Linked DNA regions of Mus musculus: regions 1, 2 and 4 are each linked to region 3. The links are chromatin contacts, called in public Hi-C, HiChIP or PLAC-seq and promoter capture Hi-C maps. All regions are on one chromosome and are shown on one strand. The core of a region is the stretch at or near the end of the contact, and the rest is flanking DNA. Distances in the headings are between cores, read along the strand shown.

Region 1 (3,270 bases), core at 471-2,970, 1.0 Mb before region 3:
AAACCAGATGACATTGCAGGTGCTCTTACATGGTGACTTAGTTTTTCATTAAGGTGCTGTGCTGGGCAGTTTTATAACACCTTGACACACGCTAATGTCATTTGAGAGGAGGGAATCTCAATTAAGAAAATGCCTCCCTAAGATGAGCCCTTAGGCAAGCTGGTAAAGTGTTTTCTTAGTCATTGATGGGGGAATCTCATCAGCCCACTGTGGGTTAGGACACCTCTGTGCTGGTGTGGTCTAGGGTTGTGTACTGGCTAGTTTTGTGTCAACTTGACACAGCTGGAGTTATCATAGAGAAAGGAGCATCAGTTGGGGAAAGGCCTCCAGGAGATCCAGCCGCAAGTCATTTTCTCAATTAGTGATCAAGTGGGGAGGGCCCCTTGTGGGTGGGACCATCTCTGGGCTGGTATTCTTGGGTTCTATAAGAGAGCAGGCTGAGCAAGCCAGGGGAACTAAGCCAGTAAAGAACATCCTTCCATGTCCTCTGCATCAGCTCCTGCTTCCTGACCTGTTTGAGTTCCAGTCTTGACTTCCTTTGGTGATGAACAGCAATGTGGGAGAGTAAGCTGAATAAATCCTTTCCTCCCCAAGTGCTTCTTGGTCATGATGTTTGTGCAGGAATAGAAACCCTGACTAAGACAGGTTGTATAAGAAAGCAGGCTGAGCAAGCCATGAGGAGTAAGCTAGTAACCGACATCCCTCCATGGCTTCTGCATCCACTCCTGGCTCTAGGTTCCTGCCCTGTTTTCCTTCAGTGATGAACAGAGATAATATGGAAGAGTAAGCTAAATAAGCACTCTCCTCTCCAAGTTGCTTTGGTCATGTTTCATTACAGGAATTGTAACACTAACTAAAACAGGCGCCAAATCTTTTTTTTTTTTTTTAAATTTAAAGGCAAACAATAACTGTGTAGCTCTCTGGCTGGCCTTGATCTCAGAGATTCTCTTGTCTCTACCTACTGAGTCCTGGGATTAAACGTTCATACCACCACAGTTATTTGTGGGCATATTTGCGTGTGTGTAGGCATGCGAGTGGCACTGCCCATGTGTGTTAGTCAGAGGACAACTTGCAGGACTCGCGTCTCACCTTCTATCAGTGGGTCCTGGGGTTTGAACTCATGTTGTCAGGTTTGGGGGCATGCACCTGCTAAAGCATTTCGATGGCCATTTTTTCTTTGTTGAGACCAGATCTCGCTGTGTAGCTCTGGCTAGCTTGCTACTGTAGACCAGGCTGGCCTTGAATTTACAGTGATTCTCTTTCCTGTCCAAGTGTACACGAGTGGCCTAGCACTCCCAGTTTTTTCTTTCTGAGACAGGGTCTCGTGTACCTCAGGCTGAACTCCCAGAGAGAGGGTCTGGGATGATGACAAAACGATTTGCTGGCAAGATAGGTGTGTTCCACCACAGCTGCCATCTGTGGTGTTGGGGACTGAAACCAGGGATTCATGTATGCTAGGCGAGCTAACCTTCCTCCCGAGCCTATTCATTAATCCATCTTGGTCAAACGAATTTTCTTCTGGGCTACAGCAAACCAGAATGTGCAACTGGACTCCGCCTCCTCAGAGGACTCACACGTCATTGGTCGCAACTGACCACGTGCCCAACAGGCTTGCTCCCCGCCCCCGGGCATGCCAGCTGTCGATCAAGCATTCGGCCCCGCCTCCGGCTCGCAGGCCAGTCCGTCTCTATAAAAGGCCGGGCGGGAGATGACGAGCCCCTGCGTCGGCGCGTCACGGCGGGGTGCGTGTGAGGTCATCGCGCGCGGGCGGGCGGGGTCCGACGGTTTGAACGAGACGAAGACGGAACCGGAGCCGGGCGCGCGGACGGCGGACGCGGGTCCTGAGAAAGCCGGTGAGGCGGCTGGCGGGCCCGGGCGGCGGCAGCAGTCGGGAATTCACGGGAGGCGGCTCCTCGTGAGCAGTGCGGAGCCGCGCGGGCAGTGGGGGGGAAGGGCGGGGCCGCGATCCGGTGCGCGGCCTGGGCCGGGGGCGCGCGCTCCGTTGTCCCGGGGGCGGGGCGTGGGCCGGAAGTGGGGGCTGCCTAGTGGTGACCGGCGAAGTCCTGACTTTGCGGCTGGGCCTGGAGGGTGTGTGCCCACGGGCGCGCGCGCGCGCGCGCGAGGGGCGCGGTGGGGACCCTGGGTGTAGGAGGCGTCGTTGCATAATGGGTGGGAGTTGGTCCGCGGAGTTGGCCGCAGAGTGCGACCTTAGGCAGGCGCTTCAGCCTCCCCGTGCCTCAGTTTCCTCCTCCGTAAAATGGAGACAGTAGAATTAAGCACAGAAAGGTTTCAGCTCGGTGCCTGGCAGAAGTCAGGCGGTCCGCGGGTGGTGGTTGAGTGCCTAGTAAATGCTAGGCCCCGGTCTCATCAGGGAGTAGACAGGCAAAGACATGCTTTCTAGGAGTCTGCTTTGTGGGTAGAGAGCCAGGAAGCAAGAAAATGAATACATGGCCAAGATAATTTCTGTAATTACTGTAAAAGGGCGATACCAGTACTGCAGGGTATAGCCTGACCTCTGCATCTTGGCGATGAGGATCCGGTGGCCCATTGAGGGAAGTTCAGCTAGGCCTGATGTCTGCCGGTGATGGGATGTCTTGACTAGCATTAATCAAGATAGCTCTTTAATGGGCACTTGTGTATAAGGCATTGTGTTAAGAGCTTGATGTAGCATTGTGTCATTTAATAGTCACATTGCCTTGAAAAGATGCTATCTTTATTCTCTTTCTTTCCCCTCTGTTGTGTTTTGCTCATTTTATTTTCTCTGTGGGGCTGAGAGGTGACTGCAGTTCCCCCACTGTGCTGAGCTGCTCATCATTCTTTTACAGAGGCGAGTCTGAGACTTTGGGTAGGGAAAGGACTTGCCTTACGTTGTCCAGCAAGTAACTCAACTCCAGAGTCATATCCTGTGTGCTACTCCTCCTTCTCCATCTAGAAACTGTTTCATACTTTTGTGGTGTCAAAGTGCCAGGACATAGAAGCTTGGGAGGCGGTGTGCTTTTCTGATACTTACCACAGCTCTGTGAGGAAGGTAGGGTCTTATTCATTTTACAGGTAAGCCATTTCTGAGGAAAGGAGACATGTTTCATACAGGGTCACATAGCTCTTTTTAGTGCCACCTCCCTCTTGCCTTTCCATAGGACTCTGGATGGTACTTGGAGAGGAATAGGGTGTACTTTATCCTACACTGAATTGAAGTGGGTAGGGAGCCAAGTGTGGTGAACATGCCTGTAGTCCTTACACTTGGGAGGTAGATGCAGGAGGATCAAAAAT
Region 2 (3,037 bases), core at 185-2,684, 1.2 Mb before region 3:
CTGGAACCTACACAAAGAAGTGTCAAAGCTCACTTCCTTAGGTTGTTCTCTGACCTCCCCCACAACATATAAAATGTAATACTTTGAAATAACCTTTAAAAAAAAATCAGTAGAATCTCTCTTTCTCCTCCTCTAACCCCTCCAAATAGGAGTCTTCCAGAAATCAGTGGCAACAGCAAAATCTAGCCATTTCCCTGGCCTTTGAAGTTAGACATTTGGTTGTGAATTCCTGGTTCCAGTTTTGCAATTTTTCTGCTTCCACCTTTCTTTCAAGAGGTGGCAATGACAGGTATGGACTACTAATAAATTCTATTTTTGTTATTTACTTATTTTGATATAGGGTCTCACTATGCAGCTCTGGACAGTCTAAAACTCATGAATTAAGAGACCGACCTGCCTTGGCTTTCCAAATGCTGAAGTTAAGGTGAATACTACTCTGTGTTTGTTTGTTTGTTTGTTTTTAATTCTTCAAACTGGCCTGTGTGTGTCTGGGGTTGAGGGCCCCACTTCCTGGGAAGCTAAGACCCCGTCAGGGAAACATCTTGAGGGACGAAGGGTTATTTATCTATTTTAAATGTTTTTTTGACAGGAGGTCTCATGATGTTCAGACGAGGCTTGAACAAGATACTTAATCAAGCCGGGCGGTGGTGGCACACACCTTTAATCCCAGCACTTGGGAGACAGAGGCAGGCGGATTTCTGAGTTCGAGGCCAGCCTGGTCTACAGAGTGAGTTCCAGCACAGCAAGGGCAAATCCTGACTCGGAAAAAAAAAAAAAAAAAAACCAAACCAACCAACCAACCAAAAAAGATACTTAGTGAAAGCTGGATCCTAAGTCCCACCTCCTAAGTGCCGGCATTGACAAGGACCACTGTCACCCGTTTATTCCGTGCAGACGCCCCTCACTTGGCCAATTCCTGCAATGTGAATAGGAGGTGGCATTCGGAGCTCTGCAACAGGGACCAGGCCTTCAAAACAGGCATGGTTCCTTTCCTGGATTGGAAAGGGGTGTGGTCACCGGTCCTGTCTGAGCCTCTTCCGGCTCAGGCCCAGGGCCCCACTTAGGCCGGACCACACTGACACCCACAACCCGTTTGCAGTCGATTTGCCCTCCCTAATCTATTCAAACCGGGGGCCGCTTGGAATCCCCTCATTCCCTCCTCTAGGAGCCTACAAATCTAAGTCCCCACCTCCGGAGTGCGTCCGCCCATTCCTGAGCCCGCCCGCCCCCGTCCAGGCGAGCCCCACCTGAGCGCCCAGCTGGTTCAGCTGCTGCATGTCTCCGCGCACGGCCTCGGGCACCGGGTCCTGCGTGCAGTGCAGGCGGCCCATGGTGCCAGGAACCCCGCAACCGGGCAGCGACGCTCGCTTCCTCCACCCGGGTCTCGCTGCGCTTCCGCAGCCGCACTTTCGCCACACTCCCAGCCGCGGTTCTCGTGACAGCGCACGCGCGACCGCCGGGTTCCAGGAACCGCTCTGAGCAACCCAGTAAGATTCCAAGTCTCTGCCTGGGAGACCCTGAATATAAAGCACTTGTCCCATCTGAGCCTCAGTTTCACAGAATTGTATTATCTAGGGTGGCTGCTGCGGTTTTCAGCCTCCCCAAACTTTTGAGCTCAGAGCCTGGAGCACAGGTCTTCCACAGTTGCTGGTTGCTGTCCACCCCATTGCTGTTAAACATAGGGTACATCTACCTATCGAATATATCAACCATTTTTCTTTTTCTATCTCCTCTATACATTTGGTGTGGAGGATTGGTTCTGGATCTTCACACAGACTTGGCAAGGACTATGCCACTGAGCTACATCAAAAGCTCCCAGAAAATACTAAATGCCCACCAGAGGCCAAGCACTGATAACAGGGAAGGGCATAAACCAGACTATGGTGTCCCTCTGAGAGTCTACACCAGAGTGAAGAAGCAGATCTGAGACTTGGACAGGCATTAGTGTCATCTGGACAATTTCATGAAACCGCCAATGGCTGGGTCCCACCCCCAATCTCTGAGTTCTGAGCAGAAAGGCTTGGGGAACAGCTGGATAATGTACATTTCCCATTAATTCCCAGGAACCACACTTGGAGAGCCTTTGGAATAGAGGAATTTGATCCAGCTAAGGAATGTTGAGAGCCTTGGGCGAGGTGGTGGTCAGAAGGGTTGAGATAGTGAGACCCAAGGCAATCATGACGGAGCTGGGGTCAATCTCAGAGCACGTACCCAGCCCGTTCACCTTCAGAACTCAATCCCTGGCAAGGTGGAAAGACCCAAGCCTGAGTTCTCTGCAGCCACTGGGTGAGTGCTGAGTTCACCCTCATTAGACCTGAGAAAATAGGGGTATATACTCCCTGGGTGCTACGCAAGGGCTGTGCCTGGCATTGCTAGCCTGAGTACCCTGGAAACCTGGGGTTAGAATTGGCTGTCCTTCTGGCACTTCTCTGAAAAGTTTCCCTTTGGAAAACATTGATAAAAAGCTTTCACCCTGAGACTAAGCATATCTAAGAATGTGCAGCTCACAGGACGCAGGTGACCAAGGACAGTTATGACTTGTTCCAACACAAAACTTTAATTACTTAAAACATGAAAGGTGGTCGTATACACCTTTAATCCTAGCATTCAAGAGGCAGAGATAGGGGTGGATCTCTGTAAGTTTGAGGCCAGCCTGGTCTACACCATGGGTTCCAGGCCATCCAGACCTACATAGAAACTCAATCTCAAAGAAAAACAAAAAAATTATAAGCTTTCCTTTTGTAGTTTTCTTTTGTAATTTAATTGCTCAATTCTCAAGCCTCAGGTGTGAACTTTGTAAATGACAATGTCCTGTGGCAGTGGCAAGAGGGTGGACATCCCTGCAAATTAGTTCTTCTTTCTTTCTCTTCCACCCTTTGCTAGACCTTGCCCCTAAGGTCTAGCCATGTAGCTGCCCCAAACTATGTAGACCAGGAACCGAGCTAGCTTGAGTTTGCAGTGTATGCTCCTGTCTACTTCCTAAATGCTGGGATTGCAGGCCTGCCTGGGCTACTATGCTTGCTCTTCTTTCCTTTAG
Region 3 (3,179 bases), core at 443-2,942:
TACAGTGTCAGGAGGGTGGCAGCGGGTGATAAGGTATTCAGGACCTTGTAGAATGTGCACAGAATTCCCAGTGGCAGCAGACTATCATCTGCAATCTTTTCTAATGGAAGCCACGACCGGAGCAGGGCACCAGTGGCAGCTTGCCTGACAGTGGGGCTGCAAGTTCAGAGAATGCTTCTCAGAGGAGGAGGCTCCTCCTGAATATGGGATGAGTGAAAAGGCTGCCTGAGGTGTTAGTTAATAGATTGCTATATCCAAAGTCTAGCGGTGGTGGCACATGAGGTGGAGGCCAGCCTGGTTTACAGAGTGAATTCCAGGAAAGCCAAGGCTACCCCGAGAAACCCTGTCTTGAAAAAACAAACGGACAAGGAAACCCAACAAAGAATAGATGGTATATTTGAGCAAATATAGGAAGACTGTTACACAGAGAGGGAAGTGAGGAGCTGGATAAAACCAGAAAAAGCAGAGGAGGTTGGTAGGGGCTGGACTGATTGATGGAAGTGTTTATTGATCACCATAGTAGGTCTGGAAACACAGTAATGTACAAAAACCAGTAAAGAATTCCTGGTCTTGGCGCTGGGGAGATGGTTTAGTGAGTAAGACTGATTGCTCTTCAAGGCTGAGAACCTGTTTGAATCACCCATTCCCGAACTCAAGAGGCCTGGCCTCGCTGTGATGCCAGCAGTTGGAAGGCAGAAGCAGGGAGGATTAGGAGTTCAAGATTATTCTCGGCTACAGAGCAAGTACAAAGCTGGCCCGGGCTACAGAGACCCTGCCTCAAACTCTGTCCTAATTCCCAACAGGTAATGAAATCACAGGTCTGAAGGGAATGGGGAATACAAATAAGTACGTCTCCAGCTTTCTGGGAGATTTGTGACTATAGCTGACAATGGTCCTCTTTGCTCTCAGAAGACCCCCTGATGGTCTGGAGAGGCAAATTGGGGATGTAAGTGGGAGAGACAGGAGACTGAAAAACTGATTCAAATGGGAGATCCTGACATGATAAATATTTAGGAGGAAGAACCAACACCCAGATTAAGTAAGAAAACATTTCATCCCATAAGGGCAAAACTACTTAATCAGGCTTTTTTTTTTTCCACCTTTGACGAGAGACCCCAGACATCGAAGCGTCTCCGCCCAACCCCAAGCCTTCCCAGCGAATGGTAGCATTCTAATTCCTAGAAAGTGAAATAACCGCTCCAATTGCTTCTGGCCCCTGCCGCACCGCCTCCAGCTAACAGAGAGGGCTCCATCTCCAGGCCTCGCCCAATCAAGCGCCACCCCCGCGCCGCGCTCCTCCCTTAGGATCTTCCTCCTTCCGGCTCCCGCCCAGGGTCTACCTCCGACTGTCCTGCCCGCGGTGTTACCAAGGCCCACCTCCTGCAGACCGGCGGCAACCTCTTAGCACCGCCTCCGCTTCCGTAGGCCCAAGCTCCGCCCCTCAGACTCCTCCCCTGGGCACGCTCTTCCCCCCCACCCCGGCTCCGCCCTCAGCCTGCTGCTCCTCCCTCGTGTCCTCCCGCCCGTCAGCCCTCGGGACCCCCTCCGCCCCGCCTTCAGCACCCGGCTGGTGGAAGCCACAAACTCCTTTCCCTCAGCCCCGCCTGCCTCCTCCGTCCCCCCACCCCACGCTAGACCCCGCCCCGGCCCCGCCCTCCTCCTCTGCGCGCCGAAGCTCTGGACCTTTCCAAAGCCCGGCGCGAGGGGTGTGCAGGGAGCCCACGCGTTTGGAGAGCCCGGCCCGTGCAGGGCGGCGCTGGGGACTGAGTGCTCGGGTGGCAGGATCCTATTCGGAGGACCGAGAGGAGAACCGGGTAGGAGCCGGGGCGGCGGGCAGGCCGAGTGCAGACGCCTGTCCAGCACTCCCCCTCCCCGCGCTCGCCCCATTGGTGGCGGCCGAGCGAAGGACTCGCGGCTGCGGGGCTCGCGCCTCTGTCAGTGCGGCGGGGCGCGCGAGCGGCGCGGGGTGCGGAGCCGAGGGAAGCCGAGGGGGCGGAAGCGGTCGCGACTCTCGCGCGTGTGCTCGGGCTCCTCACGCGGCGGCCAGGGCCGCCTCTTCCCTCCCGCCCTCCGAGAGCAGACGCGCCGTCGCCCTTCGGTGCCGCGCGGCTTCCTCCAGACCTCGGCGCGGGTGAGTGGGGGCCGCGGGCCGCTCCTGAGGAGTGCGGGCGGGCTGTTCCGTGTGCCTTTTTCGTTCCTCACCTCCTCGGGCGGGCCGGTGCCTATTTTTAGAAACTCTTTCTCTCCGCGGTCCCGGGAGTCCTGGGAGCCGGAGTAACTCTCGGCCCCCTCCCTCTGTGCTCCCTCCCGGGCCCGCCGCCCCGGGTCGCCTGCCCCGGGGCCACGCGCGCCCGCCCCTGGACGCCTGGTATTCGCAGCTCGCCTCCGGTCGGTCGGCCGGGCGCGGGCCGGGAGTTGGGGGTGGGCCGGTGCCCGCTCGGAAGTTGGAGTCTTTTGTGCTGCGCCCCGCCCCGACCGGCGAGGGGAGGAGGGGAGGGAGCGGAGGTTGCGCCGGGGAGGCCTCGGGCGGGCTGGGGCCTGGCTCTGGCCTGGATTGGGGCCCCGGGTTTCTTCCGGCTTTCCAGTCGGTCCAGCTCTTTGAGGTTCCCTTAGGCGCGCAAAACTGGTCCTTTCTTTTCCCTCACGGGTCTGTCTGAGCGCCTTTCTCGCTACCCTTGCCTAGCCTTTGCTCGGTGTCTTGTGGAGCGCGGAAGGGAACGGCCAGCCCTCGAACTGGGGGGCCGCGTCCCCCACTTTGCTCCAGCCCGAGCCTCAGTTTTCACCTGGGTGAAATGGGGTCAAGGAGGAACGCAGCCTCTCCGGGTGTTAGTGAATTCAGGGAGGGAGTTAGTACAGGGCAGAAGCGTTAAATGCCAACAGGTAACGTTTAACGAGACTGACCCAGGAACTTCGTGAATGTATCGCCTCATGTCCACACCGGTCTTCCAGAGCTGTCCCTGCTCACAGGAGCAGAAATCAAGGTTCAGAGACATGAAACCGCCGTAGAAGTACAAAGCTGTTAGTAACCGTTACTTATTTCCTGATAGGAAATCTCTTTGTGCAGAGGGCATTTTGATTTACCGTTAGTCTTAACACCGTATAGGTAAGAAAGGTAGGCTCCTCTCTGAGACATTGACTGAGAGACAGGGACTGATCTGCCATAGATAAAATCTCCTTTT
Region 4 (3,298 bases), core at 97-2,596, 1.0 Mb after region 3:
TGGGTCTTGTGTCCCCATCAGTGGGCCCTTCCAGGGTCCGAGAAAACTGTCTCTTCTAGTCCTCTCCTCTGGGCCTCCCTCCCCCAGTCCCCTGGTCCCTCTCCTCAGGTTGGTGCTCACTTCTTGAAAGCTCTAGGCCCCGCAGGCTCCCTGTTGGCTCCTGGCATTCCAAGGCCAGTTGCGAAAGAGCAGGGGATGGAGGCAGGCAGCCCAGGCTGCAGATGTGAGGGACACAGGGCCGGGCCCAGAGAGGGCTCAGCCTAGAGGCTTCCAATCTTGGATTCTTCTGCCTGCGGTCATCTGTTTGTCCATCAGCCCAGGTCAGAGCAGTCAGAGGGGCAAAGTACTAGAGCCCCCAGAGCTCAGCTTCCCCTCGGCCTGGGTGACATCACAGCATCTCAGTGTCGGTCACATTTTAAACTGATCAGCCTTTGTACAATGTTTTTTAAATCATTTCTAAATAAAACAGAAATACAGTGTTTTTTCCCCTGGGGTATGGGAACAAAGACCAGGGCATATGTGTGCCCGTAAGAAGTTTCAGGGAGAAAAGGGTACCCTGGGAGTGTACTTCTGCAGTTGCCTCGTGCATCTTCTAACCAGCAATCAATGTCCTGTCCTCCCCACCCCACCCCAACCCGTCACCCAGGAACCTCAGGAGTACGGGAGGGTCATTGTGGCAAGACTTCTCTGGAGACAGGGCACATGGGGCTATGGCCAGGCAGCAGCTCAGTTCTAGCGAGGGGGAAACCAGGATTCAACAGCATCAAGAGCCTGCCAGGACGCCTCATCTGATCCTGGCTCTTCCTCTTAAGGAAATCAGCCCAAGGACAGAGCTGAAAGGGGGCGTGGGAATGAGCTGGTTCGGGGGTCTGTCAAGTCTGAAGCTGAGGTGCAATTCTCTGAGGTGGCCCTGAGGGACTTTCAGTCTCCGCGATCTTTCTTGAATCTCTGCCCAGAGGGAGTAAGACAGGAAATCACAGGGTGAGGAGATAAAAGCCAGGCCAGGCCCAGGAGGGCATGAAGGCCAGGGGTGGCCGGGTCAGTACCAGGACGTGCAGGCGATTAGAAAGCGCACGTCGTCCAGTGGCCCCCACGGGCCAGGTTCCGGCTGAGGCTGCTGCGGACCCTGCGGCGCTGGAGGCTGGGGCTGCGCGGGCTCCGGGCCATCCTGGCCACCACTCAGGAGAGCGCCCATGGTCTGTAATAGAAGCCCATTTGGTACCATGCCAGAGCAAGTGTCACCCCACCCATCACCACCCTCTACCCGCGCGTGTCCTCACCTCAGGCAGTAAAGTGAAAGCAGAGCTGCACGGAAGCCGTCTGGCCTGGGAGGAGCAGCGTTATGACGCAGCCGAGACAGAGAAGGAAGGCCTTCGCACGCCAGGGGCGGGCCCCGTGAGCACGGGAAAGGCAGGGCCACTAGCCAACCACGCCCAGGGCCCAAGGCTCCGCCCCACTTAGAAGAAGGCCCTGCTAGAGCCACAGGAGGCGGCCTGGCTTCCCAAGGAGGCTACCCCATCTTCAAATTCAGGCAGGACCAGAATGCACTGCAGCTGAGTGCCTATGGCCTCACAAAGGCCCTGGCAGGGAGAAGAGCTGGGTGTCTCATTCTGAGGCCAGGGAGGGCCGAGAGGCTGGAGCTGGCTTGAAATGGAACCCAGAAGCCAGCACTACTTCCTCTTGTTCATCTCTTCTTTGAGGGGTGGGAGGGATCTCATTATGTATCCCTAGCTGTGCTAGAACTCAGTGTGTAGCCAGGCTGACTATGAACTGGAGATCCCCTCTGCCTCCGGGATTACTGGTGTGTTCCACCACCCCCTGCAGGTCTCCCATCCTGTTGAGGGAAAACACTGCATGTCATCCCACCCAACTTCCCCACAACCCAGGAACTGCTGTAGAAGGAGGTGTTGCAAACTGAGGCCACACACACACACACACAGCACACTGAGGATGGTGGGAGGCAGTCCTTTAATGGGGTGGGGCACAAGATAGCAGAACTTTCATCCAAGAGCCACAAGAACTGAAAGCCAGCATGACAGGGCAGGCTTTCCAGTAACAATTGTCAAGAGATGGCACAGGTGAAGGGTTGGGCAATCAATTCAGCTCTACCGAGCTCTGCCATGCCCCACTGCCAGCATCTGGTACAGACTAGCTCAGGCATGGAAAATGAGCCAAAGTCCAGAGGCAGGAGCCCACACGGCAGCATGGACGGTGACTCATGTGAGGCTGCAGAGAGAGGAATGGATTACATATCAGGAGCTGTTTTACAAGGTACACGTGGCCCCACCCTAGACCTGTTCTAGTTCAGTCCTTGAAAAGCCACACTTGGAACCCCACCTGTTCCAGGGTTCCAGACTGACTATATCCTGTGTAAGATCAAGCCTAAAACTCCCCACGTTTGAGACAGGAGCAAGGAAAAGTCAGTGAGAGCAGGATGTGCCCAGACCAAGCCTCTCAGAGACCAGGCCAAGGCCAAAACTGCCTTCCTTTTCCAGAACTCTTCATTACTGCTGATACAAAAAGTCACAAATACTAGACTGAAAAACAGACGTGCTCTCTCTAAGGATTAAGTGGATCACTGGTATTGGAGGAAGTAATCATTCATGATACTGAAACCGAGGTGCTCACTGTGTGCAGCATGCACAGGCTCGTGTCAGCTCTTTCCTCGGCTGCTTCTTCACTTTCCTTTTTGAGTCAGGGTCTCTCACTGAGCCTGGAGCTCACCATGGCTGCTAGGTGGACAGCCAATGAGCCCAACGCTGGAATGACAGACATGTGCCACCAAGCTCAGCTTTTATGTGGTGTGGGAATCTTAACCAAGTCAGTCCTCACTGCTTTGTACAGCGAGCGTTTTACCCACTAGACCGTCTCCCATATCAACCTGATATCTTCCCCGTAAAATCCATGAACACCTCAAAACAAGTCAAAAAACCCAAAGGAAACAACAGTCTTTCCTTCTCTTCCAAGTCTAAAAGGACAGGGAGTGTTCTGATCACGTTAATACCGCCTGGCACATAAAACGCTGTAGAACTTCTCAGGCTGGGCTGGGTGTAGCCCTACAGGACAGCATTTGCCTGCAGTGCATAAGCTCTCAATTGTTCACCAGCTCTGACAGCAGAGTTAGTCAGGGTGAATACCAACATGTCGTCATCAAAACTAGTAGCTTTAAAAACACATGCACATAGCCAGGTGTGGTGGCACAACCTCTAGCTCAGCAGAGCCAGTCTGGGTCACATGATACTTCTATCATTTAAAGAACCAGAGTTGGATTATTATTTCCACCTATAGTCAGAACCTC

What was found. Promoter capture Hi-C pulls out the DNA fragments that hold promoters and counts their contacts. Hi-C and Micro-C count contacts between places; a contact is called where the count stands out from the background. HiChIP or PLAC-seq counts read pairs in DNA pulled down with a chosen protein or histone mark.
Region 1: a contact with region 3 is called in a promoter capture Hi-C map of neutrophils, with 3 times the contacts expected there. The contact joins the promoter of Mapre1 here to the promoter of Raly in region 3. A contact is called at or near these places in 2 of 39 promoter capture datasets (neutrophils and pre-B cells).
Region 2: a Hi-C map of B cells shows a contact between it and region 3, with 6 read pairs. The contact joins the promoter of Commd7 here to the promoter of Raly in region 3. A contact is called at or near these places in 1 of 39 promoter capture datasets (hippocampal neurons) and 1 of 484 Hi-C or Micro-C datasets (B cells).
Region 4: a contact with region 3 is called in a FOXA1 HiChIP or PLAC-seq map of pancreatic cancer cells. The contact joins the promoter of BC029722 here to the promoter of Raly in region 3. A contact is called at or near these places in 1 of 39 promoter capture datasets (pre-B cells), 1 of 115 datasets of contacts at active chromatin or transcription factors (pancreatic cancer cells) and 1 of 9 other capture datasets (liver).

Annotation. Positions count from the first base shown.
Region 1 is chr2:153,739,567-153,742,836 of GRCm38.p6, forward strand. Mapre1 (microtubule-associated protein, RP/EB family, member 1) reads left to right here and starts at 1,721. Exons shown (of 7, transcript NM_007896.3): 1 at 1,721-1,853.
Region 2 is chr2:153,631,347-153,634,383 of GRCm38.p6, forward strand. Commd7 (COMM domain containing 7) reads right to left here and starts at 1,435. Exons shown (of 9, transcript NM_133850.2): 1 at 1,248-1,435. The coding sequence starts at 1,331.
Region 3 is chr2:154,789,418-154,792,596 of GRCm38.p6, forward strand. It overlaps Raly (hnRNP-associated with lethal yellow), which reads left to right and starts at 1,693. Exons shown (of 8, transcript NM_001139511.1): 1 at 1,693-2,131.
Region 4 is chr2:155,817,886-155,821,183 of GRCm38.p6, forward strand. BC029722 (cDNA sequence BC029722) reads right to left here and starts at 1,347. Exons shown (of 2, transcript NM_001384169.1): 1 at 1,281-1,347; 2 at 1-1,198. The coding sequence starts at 1,195. The coding sequence ends at 1,040. It overlaps Mmp24 (matrix metallopeptidase 24), which reads left to right. Exons shown (of 9, transcript NM_010808.4): 9 at 1-481. It overlaps Eif6 (eukaryotic translation initiation factor 6), which reads right to left. Exons shown (of 6, transcript NM_010579.2): 6 at 1,952-2,226. The coding sequence ends at 2,217.